Regions from separate parts of the Anas platyrhynchos genome. Here region 1 is linked to region 2. A link is a contact called in public Hi-C data. All regions are on one chromosome and are shown on one strand. The core of a region is the stretch at or near the end of the contact, and the rest is flanking DNA. Distances in the headings are between cores, read along the strand shown. Region 1 overlaps MAML3 (mastermind like transcriptional coactivator 3). Region 2 overlaps MAML3 (mastermind like transcriptional coactivator 3).

Evidence for each region. Hi-C and Micro-C count contacts between places; a contact is called where the count stands out from the background.
Region 1: a Hi-C map of small yellow follicle shows a contact between it and region 2, with 3 times the contacts expected there. The contact joins two enhancer-like sites. A contact is called at or near these places in 4 of 8 Hi-C or Micro-C datasets (liver, skeletal muscle, small yellow follicle and 1 more).

The regions. Positions count from the first base shown.
Region 1 is chr4:39,966,624-39,970,594 of IASCAAS_PekinDuck_T2T, reverse strand. All of the region lies in intron 2 of MAML3 (mastermind like transcriptional coactivator 3), which reads right to left. Among named protein-coding and RNA genes, the nearest start is that of MGST2, 110 kb to the left of the region's middle. Within about 2 kb of position 1,779, at least 5 of the 8 cell types and tissues checked have an H3K27ac peak or open chromatin away from gene starts, as enhancers often do. A contact at or near this core is called in small yellow follicle, where this site is marked.
Region 2 is chr4:39,871,262-39,874,921 of IASCAAS_PekinDuck_T2T, reverse strand. The region is part of intron 2 of MAML3 (mastermind like transcriptional coactivator 3); the gene reads right to left. Among named protein-coding and RNA genes, the nearest start is that of SCOC, 59 kb to the right of the region's middle. Within about 2 kb of position 2,326, at least 2 of the 8 cell types and tissues checked have an H3K27ac peak or open chromatin away from gene starts, as enhancers often do. A contact at or near this core is called in small yellow follicle, where this site is marked.

The sequences.
Region 1 (3,971 bases), core at 530-3,029, 96 kb before region 2:
GTGTGTCAGAGGATCCGTCTCCAGTTTCACCGAACCCGTTTCAACTCCTGCTGCTGTTACAAAAGCATCATAAAAATAGCAGCAAAACTGTGCTTTTTGAAGCAAGCAGCGCAGAAAAATATCCCTCACAAAAGCAAAGTTTGCAGCATGCTGTAATTAAGCTCACATCCTGACAGTGGGAGCATGAAGTTTTGTTCTAAATATAGCAGAAGCCTCTCCGATGTACAGCCCCCTTTTTAATGCAAGATTTACAAAATTAGTCATTATGTGCCAGCAGCCTCCTAGGAATTCTTGAAAAAATATTGGGGGTTTTAATGTCGGGAGCTTTACAGCAGGGATTGAAGGCAATCTCTAGTGTCAGGAAACAAATTATTTGGGTTTGCTGCTACCTACACAGCCCTTGCAGGAGGGCAGGCACTACACAAGGGCAGAACTGACGGTGTGAGCAGACAGAAGAGCACACTGAGCATCAAGGGCAGACAAATCCCTTGGCTTTTCCCTGAGCATCGATCTCTCCTCCCAGCTTTCAGGAGCTGTTTCACATGGCATTTTCCCTGTAGCTAGCAACCCAGCTAAGACCCCATCAGCTTTGGGTTGTCTTTAATTCAGTCTAAAGCAGAGATTTAAGCCAGCTCAAGCTAGTTCATCCTAAAATGCAACGTGAGACCAAGTTTAAACTGAGTTTGGAAACCAGGTTCTTAATCAGAAGTTATTGAAATAGATCAAGCCCAAATCCTGGTCCTAGCTGCATCAGCTGATGGCAGAATAACTGCTGAATTCCACAAAGAAACCATCCTGCAATTCCAGAGCAATGAGACCGTGTTTTATCTCTGTTTTTCTGGTTCAGGTTGCAGACCTCATCCCGAGTCCTGCGCCACCTCTGCAGTGGGAAGGGAAGAGGACAGAAGCTCCTGGCTCACCCTCCACGGCTATGCCCGTGCTGCAGGAGCTCCTTGGGCAAGAGCTGTTACAGAGGTGGACTTGGCTCGCAGGTGACATGGCACGGGGCAGAGCGAGTGTTTCCAGCAAGGTGCGCACTGCAACTGCTTCAGACAGCTGCAGCGGCTCCAAAGCAGCTGGGTAAACTCCTATAAAAATAGAAACAGGCTCCCAGCAAAATCCATTTTTGATTGAGTCCAGCCTAGCCCTTCTCTGCACTCTGTAAGCTGAGCTGAGCCTCTGGCAGCTCCGAGCAGGGCTCGGGGGGCTGTGTGCACTTCCACATAGCGGTGCAGCACCTAGGTGAGCTCGGCATGGACAGAAGCCCGCATTTCTCAGAGCTCTGAGCCAGCAGGTCTCAGAGCCCCTGGGCTCCAGGCACACTGACCAGCCTGCCCATGCTGAACCCAGAGGTGGGTGGAGAAATGTGGGGATAGCACGGTGCTACCACCGAGGGCTGGTGCACAAGAGAAGCCTCGTGCCCTGGTCTGCACTGCCCCAGACAACCCCAAACACAGCTGTACCTCCCTTTCTGCCCTCTCCAGCCCAGTATTTAATCTGTATAAACCTCTCCCCTACTACACGTACCAAAACTCACATGGAAAGGCAAGCTACTGCGTAGCCTGCATCAACTCCCTGTAAAAATTGGGAATAAAAGCTTCCAAACACTGTTCTGCAGGAGGCTCCAGACAGTGCCTGGGAGCTGTGAACATGTAACAGGGAGCAAATCCATCATTTACCCAAGGCTGTTTTCCTTGTGGTTTTTTCAGTAGCGTGCATGCATGCCTTCACTGTTTACTGTCAGCAATTTCCAACGTGCTGACACAGCTAAAAGTGACCACAAAGCCAACGCGAGCCGGCAAGGGGAAGAAACAGGAGTAGGAACGTCAGGAGGTGCAGGCTCAAACTTTGCGCTCCAGCCGCGGTAACTCCCAAGGTAACCTGGCTATCGCAGGGAGGAATGTGATCAGCACGACTTGGAGCAGCCTCACCTTTTTCCTCCTTTCTCCTCAGCCAACGGAGCTTTGTTCCTGAGGTTTCTATTTTTGTGGCTGACGCATGCGAAGAGCGAAGGAGAGCGCCTCTCGCACTCCAAGTGTTGTATTTCTTTCCCTGCGATTGGCTCGCTCAGGGTGCCTGGGCTGTTTTTCCAGCAGCTTCATGAACTTCTCCTCCCCGGTTTTAACTCCGAGAGCAACTTTTGTTTCCTATTTGCTTATTTCTAGGCAGCAATTGAAAGCGAGGTGAACAATGCAGTGCCTGGGAATGATCAATAAAGACTTTATAAAACCACCACAAAGTTGGGTTTGCCATGCCTCTGAGGTACCGGAACCTAAAATCATACATTCAGATATGTAAATACCTCTACCTGAATTTTAAAACACCCTGTGCAAAAGGAAAAATATTAATGCACCAGCCCAGGCACTAAATGCACCTCTTAAATCCGAGCTTCTGTAACAACTTGCTCCTGGTTTTGCAGGCAGAACTTGTCAAGCCCTTCTCCCCAGGATGCTCTTTCTTCTAGAGCAGCAGATGGAAGAAGCAGAACAAAGCCACATGGGCTGTTGTTCCCTATAATTCCCAAGCTGATGCAGAGCTGTTGTGTTTTTGTTTTGTTTTTGTATTATTTTTTTTTTAGAAAATGGAAAGAACCAAATGAAGATTTTCTTACCATTCCGCTGGAAATTGCCCATCTGTGTGGGAAAGCTTCTCTATAGTAACTTGTAACAATACACACAACGAGCTGCCCATTTAACAGAAGTTTCCATTTCTCCTGAAATTTAGACTTTCTCCAGTGCCACGTATGGGTAAGGTTACAGGTGATGGACGCTGAGTACCCCAAATTCAAGGAAAACCTAAGAAACAAGCTGCTGATTGCACTTTAAAGCCTTGCTAGGTATGAAACTTCCCTGGTTTTTCCTACATTGATAGTATTTCCAACACTAACAGGCACACATACACCAGAACTAAAAGTCCCGGGGTCGGTTTATCTAAGATGAATGCACGTACCATGTGCTCCATCTCCCCGGGGGTTACCACCTGGATCCTCCTCACCCAAAGTTCACCCCTGCCTGTGCCGAGAGCCGGCTATCAGCCAGCAGTGATGAAGCCCTTGGTGTCACGGGGCTGCTGGGTGCCCACGTCGTGATGGTCGTAACTTGTGGGTGAGGAAACCCCGAGCCCATTCAACACCCTGACACGAGCACTGGGCAGCCAGAGAAGCTCCCCTGGATTCATTCCTTAAAATTTCTTTTTCAAGGCCCGTAATTGCATGAAATTTGTCAGGTTTAGATTTTTTTTTCCCCGCTCCTCACAGCTGTTTTCAGTCCAAGAAACCAGAAAGACGGCAATAAAAATAACTGACCCTGATCATTTTCCTTTGTCCAAATCCCAAGAACTGCAAATTTGGACTAGCTTCAATGCCAATACGTATCTCAGTAGAAAAATCACCACTTTTATTAATGTCCTCTGTAATTACGGGAGGTAAAATTATTTATGTAGCAAAATCTACCCAGAAGCCCTAATAAAATACATTATGAATCTTTGCCATGGTTGCAGGCAGTTTTTAAAGAAGAAGATGAGAATTTACAGCTTCGGGATGAGCACCCACACCTCGGGCACTGCTGCGGCACGGTGCACACCCCGTGCAGCGGGTGGGGATGGGTGAGCTCCCCGGGGAGCTGCCCAGATCCTCCAGCCTGGCTCCTGCCCTAAATGTGCCTTGGAGGGTGCCAGCCTCTGAACCCTGACCCGTCGGGTGTGGGAAGGAAGGGATTTTGCTTTGTGTGCCTACCAGTAGCACACACAGAAGCCAGCAGGATCTACACGGCTTGGATTCATCAGCGTGGCTAGAAAGCAGTCGTGCCCTTCCCATTCCTTCTTCTAGGACTACAGGCACGACCCAAATGCCACATCAGCTGCAGTGGTGAGACGTTAGCCGGCTGTGGGTTGTTTCCTTGCTTAGCCTCTTTGTGACCCCTGCTAAACTGCAGCACAAACATTCCCCCAAACTGCAGGCAGACGGGGCAAGG
Region 2 (3,660 bases), core at 1,077-3,576:
CCTAAAACTTCACTCCGGGACTTGTAACACGTGCTGTTTGTCAGGCTGAAGCGTGGATTTCACCGGGGCTGGCTACAGTATGTCAAAACACAACTTTTCCTGCTCCGGCTCCGGCTCGTAATGACCCAGCCCACTATCTTTTAGAGAGACACTTTCAGTTGGAGCACACGAAGGTCATGAGGGACTAGTAGTGCTTGAAGCGAAGAGTCTCTCCATTCCTTTCCATTTGCTAAGCTGGAATCTATTGTGCTGACGAGCTGCAAAAGGAGGTCAACGCAAGAACTCCTTGTCCTAGAGGACAGCGATCGCACGGGAGCATCAGGCATGAGTTGGTATGAAAAGGAGAAGAAAAATGGGAGAGGCTGTGGAATAAGAAAGATCCACCCTTAGAGGAAGAGCAAAATAAAAAGGGTTGCACGATGACTCCTTCTATGAGGCATATGAAAAATAAGAAGCGTTGTTGGCCTGGGATTTAATTCTGGTATCATCCCAGTTTTGCATTAACTATTGACTTTACCCCAGCGCGAACAAGATCAGACACAGCTTACAAACTGAAGAGATGTTTCAGCCTATTTAGTCATCAGGCATGAGTAAGGACTGCAGCACTCGACCTCTTCTGGAAAATAAAAAGTATCCAAAATACCATTTTTCCTTTTCATCCTTGCAATCCTAGAGAAATAGACCTTTCCTACCATGTAACCGATGAACGCCTGAGTGAGTTACACCACGACACCACCTGAGGAAGAGCACCAGAGCTGTGCTCAGGTGTATGAAGGCACACGGTAACTACAGCAAGGTGCACCATCAACACAGCAGGTGTAAGCTTTAAAAAACCACTCGCAAGACCGACGGCGTTATTCAACACTCGATATCTTGAATAAAATTAGCCATGAGTCACTGAGGGAAAGCAAGAAGTTATGCATGCCACTGGGGATACCTTTTCCAAGAAAAAGGAGAAAGGAAGGGGGAAACTACTTCCCTGTGCTGGAGTATTGCCAACGAGGAGGCGACACAGACGGATTTCGGTAATTCTCAGCGTGCCATTCTGTCCCAAGGCAAAGCAGGCTGAAGGGACCGGCCTGCCCATCTCCCTTCCTCAGGTAGAGCAACGTGACCATTGACTTCCACGAGGCAGCGCGTTAGCCCGGGATGGATAAAAAGCAGTATTGGAAAATACTGTGTTTGCCAGCCGTGTTTTCTCTAACTCTAAACTAATTCCGAATTGGCATAGTTACGCCTTGGCAGGGGAACAGAAAAGATGATCTAATAGGTCATTTGACTTCCGTCACTAATTTCTATGATCTAAATAACATTTTATGGTGTTTAAAACTCAGTTTCCTAAGGGCTAGTTTTAGGGTTAGGAATGGTCAGTTTGACAGTGGCTATCAAGCCCATAGCGATGCTAAATAAGAAAAGAGTTGAAGAGCTTTTAAAATAGGAAAAATTATCTCCAGACCCTTTTTAAGTTACAGCAGAGCTGAGATGCAAATCAACGTGCATCGGAAGGTCAATGTGGTAATTACAGAAGTAGCGTTTCACTGGGCAAAAAAACAGCAAGAACACCCAATAAGAAGAGCAGCGTCGGGGATAAGACAGAGAGGCGATTTCACTTGGCAATATGTATATTATATACGCTATTATACACTAAATATTTATTATTTATATTATACGGACACACATATATCACCTCGGAACCACGCTCACACAATACCAGGGATGCAGAGTCAGAAAACTCCTGCACTTAAAGCAGGAACTGAGAGGGCAGATTAGCTCACAAAGAACCAAAGCACTGAAATAATGCGCTGATGTTTCCTGGAACCAGTCCGAAGATGAGCAGCAGCGTTTTGGATGGCCTGCAATTTTTCCCCACACTTCTTTTGAAAGCCTAGCTGGTACAGCATTCTAATAATCCAGCTCAAAAGCACGGAAAACAACTTTGGCTTTTGCCAGGTTGGACTGGAAAAAAAAGAAGTCCTCCCAGCTATTTTTGTGTACCTCCCAATCGATGCCTGCATGGGAGCAAACTAGAGTTGAAACCCCCTGTTCTCCTCAAGTAGGATAGGCTAAATTAGCTATAAATTGAGATACTCCAAAATTCAGCCAGTGAAAGCTCGCCCTGTATCAAGACCCAAATTCAGCGTAGCTCAGCACTTCGCGAAGTACAGGCGAGCCTGTGCTCCTACGTGCCTTTTCAACAAAAGGCTCCCATTGATAACTGCCTGTCAGTTGACACGGAGTCCTAAACAGTGGAAACTGCACAATCCCTTTCATGAACTCAGGGAGCGAGGGTGCACCGCGTGGGGGTGGTGACAAGGAGCACTGTATGTGCCAGAGAGTTCCTACTCTGTCCAACGAAGAAAATCAGAGCGCATGTCTTTCAGTGACAATCACCTCCTACAGACACCTTTTACCCACTTTCTGGGAGGGTCTGCTGGGCACCTCGCTGCCTGGCCCCACATCTCTGAATTTGGAGGGACACACACACACGCTCCGGTAATACTTTCCTTGGATATGCCTTGCCCTCCTGATGAAAAAGCATCGCAGACGGTGTTTTCTCACTGCATTTGTTGTCGTGAGTCCTAACTGACTGCCTCCACTCCAGAACGCGCGCTCTGATAATGGGAGGGAAGGATTTAACGCTGGTTTTGTGCGAGGAGTAACGCGCTAGCAGACCCATGGGATTGTGTCACTGTGAACCTCTCAGCTGGAGGTCACCAGAGAATAGAGAAAGGGAGAAAACCACAACGTAGAGTTTAGTGTTTTCTCAAGACGGAATAAAGTATTATATAAAGTTGAACTGTTTCAGTAAATGGAAATCACGATGCATTTAAACTATGAAACTTAGCAAACTCGTGCTTGCCAGAAGTGAAGAACTTTGTTCGTACCATAAAAGTCCCAAAGAGAATACCCTCCAGTTCTTTGAAAGGAGCAGTTTCCCAGGTTTTAAATACAACTTTCACGTGCCTATGCAGCCACCCTCCTGTTCCCAGGTTGTAATCGACGCTCTACAGGTGAAACGGCGCAGGTCACACTTCCAATTTTTGCTACAACGTTTCTTGCAAGTGGTCTTAGTAAGGCAGTGCTTGGTGGCAAAGGGTCCTTCCCGATACAGCGCCGGGGTTTCTCTTTAAGCTCGGAGTGCCGTGCACACGGAGCAGAGATAAATGGCGTGCGGGCTGCCAGCTCAGCCCCAGCCCCGCCGTTCCCGTTCCCCTGCCCTCTCCTGCAGCCGGGCTTCCCCCACCGCGGAGCCCTCCTCTGCCCACTTCGCTCCTCCAACTTCGGCACCTTGCGCATCCCCCCCGGAGGAGAAGGGGAAGGGGAAAGGGAGGGGGGCAGCGACCGGCTCGGCTCGGCCGGGGCCGCCCGGCTCTTCCCCGGGAGAGCCCCGGAGGAGGCGGAGGAGCCGCCAGGAAGGCGGCGAGATGTCAGGGAGGCTGCTCCGCTTCCTGCTGGCCGGGATGCTGGGGGGGATTAGGGGCGCACACACACACGCAGCGCCCAGCTTTTGTCTGCCGCCGGCCGGCCCCGTCCCCACCTCCCCGCCCGGGGCGGACAAAGCGGCCGGCAGCGAGCCGGGGATGAAGGGGACGGGACGGGGATGGGACGGGCTGGAAATGGGATGGGACGGGATGGGACGGGCTGGGGAGGCCGCCCCCC